2 separate regions of the Anas platyrhynchos genome follow, and region 1 is linked to region 2. The links are chromatin contacts, called in public Hi-C maps. All regions are on one chromosome and are shown on one strand. The core of a region is the stretch at or near the end of the contact, and the rest is flanking DNA. Distances in the headings are between cores, read along the strand shown.

Region 1 (4,376 bases), core at 900-3,399, 130 kb after region 2:
GATTGTGTGGGGCTGGGTCCTCAGCATGCCAAGACAGAGTGCGTAATTTTCTACACATAGTATCATGAGTGATGGCACAGCATGAGATTAATACTGCAATTAATATCTGGTTTTGGTTCTCTAGCACCATTCATGCTAAGAAGAAATCTGCCTACCAGTGAAGGTTTCATGTTAAGTGTATAATAACATCCTGAAGGTGTGGAGTGCGATACTTTCCAGCACAGATCTTACAGCTGAATTCTGTTACTAACATTAAAGTGTAGGTAGCATTTCACTTTACCGTATATCAAAAGTTGTTTTCCTTTTTTAAATGACCTATAGGTGTGTAAGCAGCTGAAAATACAGGCTCAGTTATTGGAAGATTATCATCAGACGGTATTTATACCCTGAACTTTGCTCAGTTGTCACTGAAAGCACATCCTTTTAGAACTGCTAAGTTTTGTTCAGAATTATTTTGTTCAGACAGCTTCTAGGACAGTAAGACATTACTGGTGGACCTGAGTTTGTCTGAGTACTAGAGGATTGTCAAGGTGGTTAATGGACTGAGAGATGTAACTAACAAACCAGCTAAGTAACCCTCTTTATACCAGGTTTTCCGCCTGCTGACCTTCATATACCTAAGTATCTCTATACATGTAGATGTGTGTATATGTGTATATATAAAAAAGACATGAAGAGGAAATCTTGGAATGTAGTTTATTATGCTCAGTTCTTGCTCATCTACAGTCCATACCATCTGATGTTTCAACTACAATAAACTATAATGGTGGTCAGGGAAAACAGAATGAGGAATGTGAAGTGTATTAATTGATCCAAGCACGGGGGGGGGAAAGAAAACATAAGAAAGATCTCAGTTCTTTGTCTTTGTGCATGAAGGAGTTGTTTGTGATTATTACTGCCTAACCCAGCCTGCATCAGTCAGAGACCTTGTACAATGTCTGTGAACTTCTGGTCCTTCCCTGAATTCCCTTTCGTTTCTTCAGTTACTCATATAGCCCCAAAGTGAAAATGTAATATTTCCTTAATGTTCCTTTCTTTATTTCTTGTGGTGCCTGTTTTCAAGCAGTGTACTTTCTTAGTATGAATGTCTACCTCTAAGGGAGTATTCCCTGGTAGTTTCAGGGACTGTTCTTGCCCACTCTCTGCTCCTTAGCTCTGTTTTCCACACTGAAGACACGTGGAACCCAGTTTTGTTCCTATTCAGCTTTGCCACTGGGCTGTACAGATGGTTCTCTCTGTTGGGAGTGAAATACCAATGTGGAATGCAAAAGTTCAGCATTGTGACACTAATGCTCTTGTGTCAGTGCTCCCCTCTGCTCAAACAGAATAAAGTCACATTAGGTAAACAAAAATTATCTTAATCAAAGGAGGAAAATAGGAGAGAGATGTATGTAGATACTGAAAGCAAGCCAGCCTTTTGCAGCTTTCTCTAATTTAATAAATTAATAAACAGCTGTTGGGCTTTTCAAATTTTCTCAATGTTAAGTGTTGTTAATCAATTTTTAATGCAGCAATTAAAAAGATAGGAAAACTGCGCTCCAGCTATCACCAGAACAATTGATTTCTGCAAGACCTTAAATACCTTAACTGTTCTGCTTCAGTGTAAAAGTTCTGCGTAGACAATAGAAATAGATCCAGTGTTAGCCAGAGGAAAACTTAGCTACATTTATTTTAAAAAGCCTTCCGAAATGTTACTGACAACTTAATGGTTCAAAAATGAGGACACTGTGTATTTTGGATTGCAGGCATTTACTATGCTTGCGTATTTATGAGGAACAAAAATTAAAAAAATCTGAAATATTTGGCAACTAAGGCTATAAATAATGCTTCCATAGCTACAGTAAGAATAACCAAAACACAGCAGCAACTATATTAATTATTTAAGTAAGAAATTTGCCAAAATTTTCAGTTGAAAAAACTCCCAAACCATGCTCACGATTAAGGATGTTGACAGTGATCTAAGTGTATCTGTGTGAAGTACCCATTCGAATTTAGAGAATTCTGCTGTTCCAGGGGTCAAGTAGGAATTCCCCGACTTGGTGTGTTATGGCCTAGAATGGAGGCTGGTATCACCAGAGGATCCATAGCAGCAGTGCCGTGCGGGAGGCATCCCTTGGAGGTTACGTGCTGGGACTGGGCAGAAAGAGGAATGTTTATTCCTCATGTGTTCCTCCACGTGAGTGAGGAGACCAGTCTCTGTTTGTATTTACTCAGCATGTCACTGAGGATGAAGTTAATGATCTCATAGATATTTTCTCTTGCACAGTAACTTATGCCACCTGTTTTCATGTTCACAAAACCACAATGTGCTCATAGCCAACTGCAGACGCTGCCTATCTCATTAAGGAATACATGGAAAGGACTTAATATATTTTTAAGCTCCACGGGAGGACCATGGTGCATTGCTCTGTTCGTGGTGTTCATTCACATGCCCTTAGCAATACATGGATGTGCTACAGGCGAAATAAATGCTGGCAGCAAAGAATGGTATGAAAGTGTTCTGCTTCTCTTTTGCCAGGTAACTGCATTTTGTGATGTTGACGAAAAGAAAATAACAAGAGGATTCTATACTTTTGAAGAATCTGAGGTTGGTTACAAGTACTTTTGCATTAATTACTGTGATCTGAAATCATTCTGGAAAATGTGATGAAAGAATATCACAAATTTTAAATATTGTAATAACTCATTTTGGTAAGGGGGCTGTGACTAGGGATTAGAGGTGAGGAGGCTTTGTCTGCCTAGGAGACTAGATAGCTGGGGATTCATACTGGAGTGTGAGCTGTGGAGCCAGAACCCCTGCCTGTGTTCGTCACAGGAATAATACCACTGCCTCATCTGGCAGGGGGACAGAAGAACTCTCACTGAGTACTGTTGTTTCAGATAAGATATTAAGCCAGCATGAAGTGTGATTATTTGGGAATATGTTTTATACAGATGCCTCTAGACCCCACAGGAAAGAACAAGTAGGCATGGGTTAGAGGAGTTACTGAAGCAAACTTCTTATCCTATTGAAGACAAAAAATAGAAGGAAGGAATACAATTTCACAGATCTCTGTGTTCTACTGTTAACAAATGATGTTAATAAAAAGCATTATGGCAAGTCTTTTCAAAACAGGTCAGCTTCCAGGTCTAAGCAGACAGGCAGGAGTACATCACGTTAACTGAAGTCAGCTCAGAAGAACACGTGTATATTACTGCAGCAGTAGTTAGTGAGTCAGTATTCCCGGTCAAAATTCTCAACTCGATTGCTTTCATGCAGCTGAAAGCACTCATTAGCTTCCCAGTATAGAATTTGACTTTACCTCTAACCTCTGAAAAGGTTCTGATGATGGGGTAAAGCACGGCCTTCTCTGACAGTTTGTCTTTTAGGTGGGAGTGGAACTTGACTCATGATGGACTAAAGTCTAATGACTAACTAAAATAAAGTTTCAGTGGTTAATTGTAACCTATCTGTATATTGTAGTCATACTGTACCTGAATAAGACATGAACTGATAGGCTCCTTCGTAGCCTAAAATTGTAGGAAGTGTTTTATTCCGTGGAGAAGGAAGAATGATATTTAGATAGCAATAAAAAAAACATATAGAAGAAAAAAAAAAAAGTTGTCTTGTTGCAGTATTAATTTTGTGGTAGCAATTAGCTCCAAGATCTGGAGTAAAGTTTCATCCAGATTCAGTCCCTAGAAAAGTCGGTGAAAAGACAGTTCTGTTTCACTGGGCATTGGGTCAGGTCCTGGGAGTGCGGTCTTCCGAGAGCGCAATTTGATGTTGTAGCTTGGCCAGTCTGACTGCAGGGGTGGTCTGACTTTGCTCGCTGGCCTCAGCCACACTCTCCCACTGCTTTGTTTATACTGGGTCTAGCAATTTTGTGGCTAAAGGATAAGTTGATTCAGTTAGCTGATCTGGCAGAAAATAAACCCTGAAATAAGAAGTTTTCCAGCAAGTTATCTTGTGAATCAAATTACCCTGAGGTTGCATGATCCTTGTATCTGATGAGAGTAGGCCTATTGGAAGGGCAGGGGGAAAGGAGGGGCATCTCCTCAGATGCAGCTTCTGATTAGACTAGAGTAATTGTAAAGTCAAATTCTATACTGGGAAGCTAATGAGTGCTTTCAGCTGCATGAAAGCAATCAAGTTGAGAATTTTGACCAGGAATACTGACTCACTAACTACTGCTGCAGTTATACTGTCAGCATAATTGTTACAGATCCTGTGCTCATGTCTTCCCAACACATAACCATCCGCCCAGATCAGTCATAAAGGAGATTGTACTGCAACCTGTTGTGAATCCTTACAAAATTCTACAGCTTGGATCCATGGCGAAGACCCACTTAGGCATAAGCCATTTAACAGCTCCCACTGAAAGAAAAAGATCTTG
Region 2 (4,105 bases), core at 1,552-4,051:
TACTCTAGCCATTTATTTATTCTATTTTAGATGTTCTGAAGAGTCCTCAGAGTACCCATGTCCTCCCAGCACCCCTCAGCAAACACAAGGAAGGAACTTTAGATTCTAATTTGGGGGATCTAATTGAGGATGACAATCTAGACGACCTTCAAGACTTCCCCAGAGTGTCCTCTGGTGCAGAGGGCAATACCAACAGATTCAGCCACATCAGAGCTGAATTCTTGCTCTTCCAGACTATATCAAAAAGGCCAGACTAGCATATTCCCATGTCATCAGGGCAGTTTTGCCCACAGCACGGTGAAGTCACTGCAACATGAAAACCTGAACTTGCAGTGAGAGTAATAACCAGATGCACACCACAGTGAAATTTCTGCTTGCTTTTGGACAACGCTCTCCTGCAAGTTCTCTACCAAACTATTTATTAAGATGCTGCTATGGCCTACTGAGTGTACTTAAATTGCAGGTGTCGCTTTGTGCATTGCATCAGACTCCCCTGGAAGCATGAGGGATATGGATAGGAATCCTAGCAACGCTCTTCATAGTACTCAGGGATATTAGCTGGTCACTTCTCCAAAAGCTAATGTGGAAAAAAAAAAATCACATCCAATATATTCTACTTCTAAGAGCATTGCTTTTAATATAGAAGTATATAAAGGTGAGAATACACTTTCAGGTTTACTGTAGGAGATGACTAGACTCTCAATTCTGCCTGTACAAGACAACCTAGAACTTTTCTGTGGGAAGAAAGGTTTGATTCTGGCATTCATTTGATTTTGGCTCGCTTTTTTTTTTTTTTTCAAACAGTTAAGGTAAAAAATATCACATGACTTCAGAACATTATATTCCACATAATAAAAATCCTTTCTGACCCAAGTAGCTATTAGTATCCACACTGAAATACTTAATTAGACAGTATTTATTGGTACATCAAAGTACCTTTCTTTCCTTTTTAACTGCTAGTCCTGCAGGACAAAGCAGATGCTGTTTAACACCCGTAGGACTGCCAGCACTTCTGAAGACACCTGTTTGCTACCAGCAAGGCCAGAGCCAGCCTGGTTTACACCTCCCAAGACCCCTGTCCACCCGGGCATCAGGACTGTTGCCCACCAGTGGAAGCACCCAGCTGAACAGCGTGTGCAGGGAGGCAGCTCTTCCTCCTCCGTGCATCAGTGTGGAGCTGTCATCGTCGGTCCTGCTTGGCTCACCAGAGCAACAACAGGCAAGTGAGTCCAAGCTTGCATCACACATTTGCCCCGAACTCAGTAACAGGAAATGATATTTCACTTTTTTTTTTTTTTTCAAGCATCACCCCCTTAGCTGACACACAAGGCATTACTTATTCCAGCCCTGCTCAGGTGACACGGATGGTCACTGCTTGCTCTGCAAAAACAGAACAAAAATGAGAAGCTGCCAGGACAGGAACAGAGCGTTTTGTCACTTTTTTTTTTTTTTTTAAATGGTGCAGTAACCATGTGGTAAGGTCCAGGTACCTACATACAGCTAGAGGGCTTCGGGATGAAAGGAGGAACAGCTTTTGGGTGGGTGGGGAGGTAGAAGGGGGATTGGAAAAGTGAAATAATACAATTAGGAGGTTGCCAGAGAACTAATAGGTTTGGTCCATATCAAATGGACTCACCTTCAAGTGGATTCACTGAGATTAACTACACTTCAATGGTCAAGAGACAAAAAAAAAAAAGTTCAGAAAAAGTAAATAGCAGGCATCAGCGCGTTTCAGAGTAACAGCTAGGAAACCGTTCCGCTGCGAGTCAGTCCAGCTGCTTCCCCACTCCGCACTCTCCCTGCTCCAACCTACCTTACCGACACAAGCTGGCCAAGCCTTTATTTTAAGGAAACTGAGGTTTAAGCAGAACATCGGAGTCAACATTTTGGACTCCCCGAGTACTCATCTCCGAGCCGACGGAATGCCTGATCCCCAACACCCGCTGAAAACTCCCAACAGCCCAGGAGGTCCCAGACCCAACCACAGACGCTAAACTTATTACGAGCAATTAAAGGCGAGATAATTCGCCAGATAAACACTTGAGGAGCGGAGAGGTTTCACCAAGCACCGCCAGCAGCCGGCAGGACGCACCGGGAGCATCAGGGGGACCCGGGGAGCATCGGGGGACAGCGGGGGGCAGCCGGGGGGATCCGGGGATTGCCCCGCAGGTGCACCGGGTCCCGGGAGGAGCCGCACCGGGGCTGCCCGTTTCTCCCGGGGCTGCTCCGAAGTGAAGCCGCTGCAGAAAGCGGAGCGGCCGGATCCTGCCCGTGGAAGATGAGCGCGGGGAGAAACTTCTCCTCGGCGGGCACGGCACCGCCCTCCTCCTCTTTCTCCTCTTCCTCCTCCTCTTCCTCGCCGCTGGGCAGAGGGGGTCCAGCCCCCTCCGGCCCGCAGCCCCCGCTGGCCGCCCACACCCCCCCCGAGCCCCCTTTTGTTTTCGGCTTCCCTCCCGGGTGTAGAAGGGGAGGAACGCGCTTTTCTCCCCCCAGAGCCCGGCGGGGGTCTCTCCTCACCTCCCCTTCCAGTTGCACAGGTCGCTGGAGTACTGCGCCTCGGCTCCGCCGCCCAGCAGCAGCCGCAGCCCCAGGAGCAGCGGCAGGAGCCCGGCGGCCGGGGCGCCCCGCATGGTGCCCCCCGGCCCGCTGCGATCGCGGAGCTTCGGGCGCAGCCCCCGGGGGCTCTGCCTACATGGCGGGGCGAGAACGCAGCAGGGCGCAGCGGCTACCCCATGCCCGGCTCCGCGCCGCTCCGCTCCGCCTCGGCTCTGAAGTTTGCCCCGGCTCGCTGCGGGCTCCCAGCTGAGGGGCGGGAGAGGTCCGGCCTCCCCGAGCCGGCTCCTCCTCCTCCTCCTCCTCCTCCCCCTCCCTCCCTCCTTCCCCCGGCACTTGCTGCTCGAGCAAAACGCGGCGCCGGATCGGGAACCGCATCTGCCCCGTGGGCACGGCTCGGCTCGGCTCAGCCCCGAGTGTGCTGCCCGGCAGAGGGAGGCTGCTGCCTCTCCGGGTCTCCCCGAGCCTCGCCGGGCCGTGCTGTGCCGTGCCAGGTCCCCCACGGCAGGTGCCGGGCCCTCCTCCCGCCCTGCCCCTGCCCCGGCCGGGGCTGTGGGGCTGTGGGGCAAGGTGATGCCCGTAGAGCCCGGTGGCTCCGAGGCCCCCCCTTGGACCTGCACAGCCCCCGGGGTGCCCCTCGCCCGTGGGTGCCAGCAGGGACACGCAGAGGGGGGACACAGCGCTGGGACAGGTTGTCCAGAGGGGTTGTGGAGTCTCCTTCCTTGGAGATACTCAAAAGCAACCAGGTTGCCATCTTGCACAACGTCCTCAGGGTGATCCTGCTCGGCAGGGTGGTTGGACTGGGTGATCTTCAAGGCCCCTTCCAACCTGGCCCGTTCTGGGACTGATGCAGCACCGTGCTGCTGCAGGGGGTTCAGCCCGTAGTGGGATCCCCACCGGGCCACGTTCCCTCAGAGGGTGCTGGCTGATAACTTTGCTGGAAGCTTCTTGGGTCACCATTCAACAGGAAGCACTCAGGGCTCAATCATATGTGTAAAGTCTCCAGTGCTTAATGAGCACTCTGCTTACCCCCTTGCCTGGTTTAATATCCCTGTTTTATCCATAGTTGACTTTGGATACTTAAACTTCGTGGCAGAGGCCCTTCTGCAAGAAACCAGAAGTAAAGATGTGTGAGGTCTGCAGGGGGTGAATCGGCCCCAAAACCAATCACCCCAGGCCAATATAAACAGGAAAAAAAAAAAAATAGATGTGGGGATGGGGGGAAGATCCCAGTGCTCACAGACAGCGCTCTGGTGTGCCAGGCCCCACACATTCCTTTCGGAGCAGCAAGAAGGGGATCGAGATTGACATCATACATCCACAGATAGGAGAGGGGTTAAAATATTTCCAGATCACTGAGTTTCTTAGTCTCCCGTTGTTCTTTCAAGTGTCTGTCATGCAGCTTTGTTAAGGGCACTGCACAGCTTTTTCTAGGTGAGAGTTCATGGATGAGTATTAAACATTTACGCCTTGTTCACAGTTTGGTGTTACCCTCGTTAATACCTTTTAAAACACCTTGCGAAGTGTCTCGGGCGGCTAAACCAGGATATTC

What was found. A called contact is a pair of places that touch in the nucleus more often than the background predicts.
Region 1: a Hi-C map of subcutaneous adipose tissue shows a contact between it and region 2, with 2.3 times the contacts expected there. The contact joins the enhancer-like site here to the promoter of METRNL in region 2. A contact is called at or near these places in 4 of 8 Hi-C or Micro-C datasets (F1 follicle, F5 follicle, small yellow follicle and 1 more).

Annotation. Positions count from the first base shown.
Region 1 is chr19:7,052,327-7,056,702 of IASCAAS_PekinDuck_T2T, forward strand. B3GNTL1 (UDP-GlcNAc:betaGal beta-1,3-N-acetylglucosaminyltransferase like 1) reads left to right here. Exons shown (of 15, transcript XR_005260235.2): 10 at 2,519-2,587. Among named protein-coding and RNA genes, the nearest start is that of TRNAE-CUC, 61 kb to the left of the region's middle. Within about 2 kb of position 2,150, at least 1 of the 8 cell types and tissues checked has an H3K27ac peak or open chromatin away from gene starts, as enhancers often do. A contact at or near this core is called in subcutaneous adipose tissue, where this site is marked.
Region 2 is chr19:6,920,200-6,924,304 of IASCAAS_PekinDuck_T2T, forward strand. METRNL (meteorin like, glial cell differentiation regulator) reads right to left here and starts at 2,802. Exons shown (of 4, transcript XM_027471421.3): 1 at 2,518-2,802. The coding sequence starts at 2,630.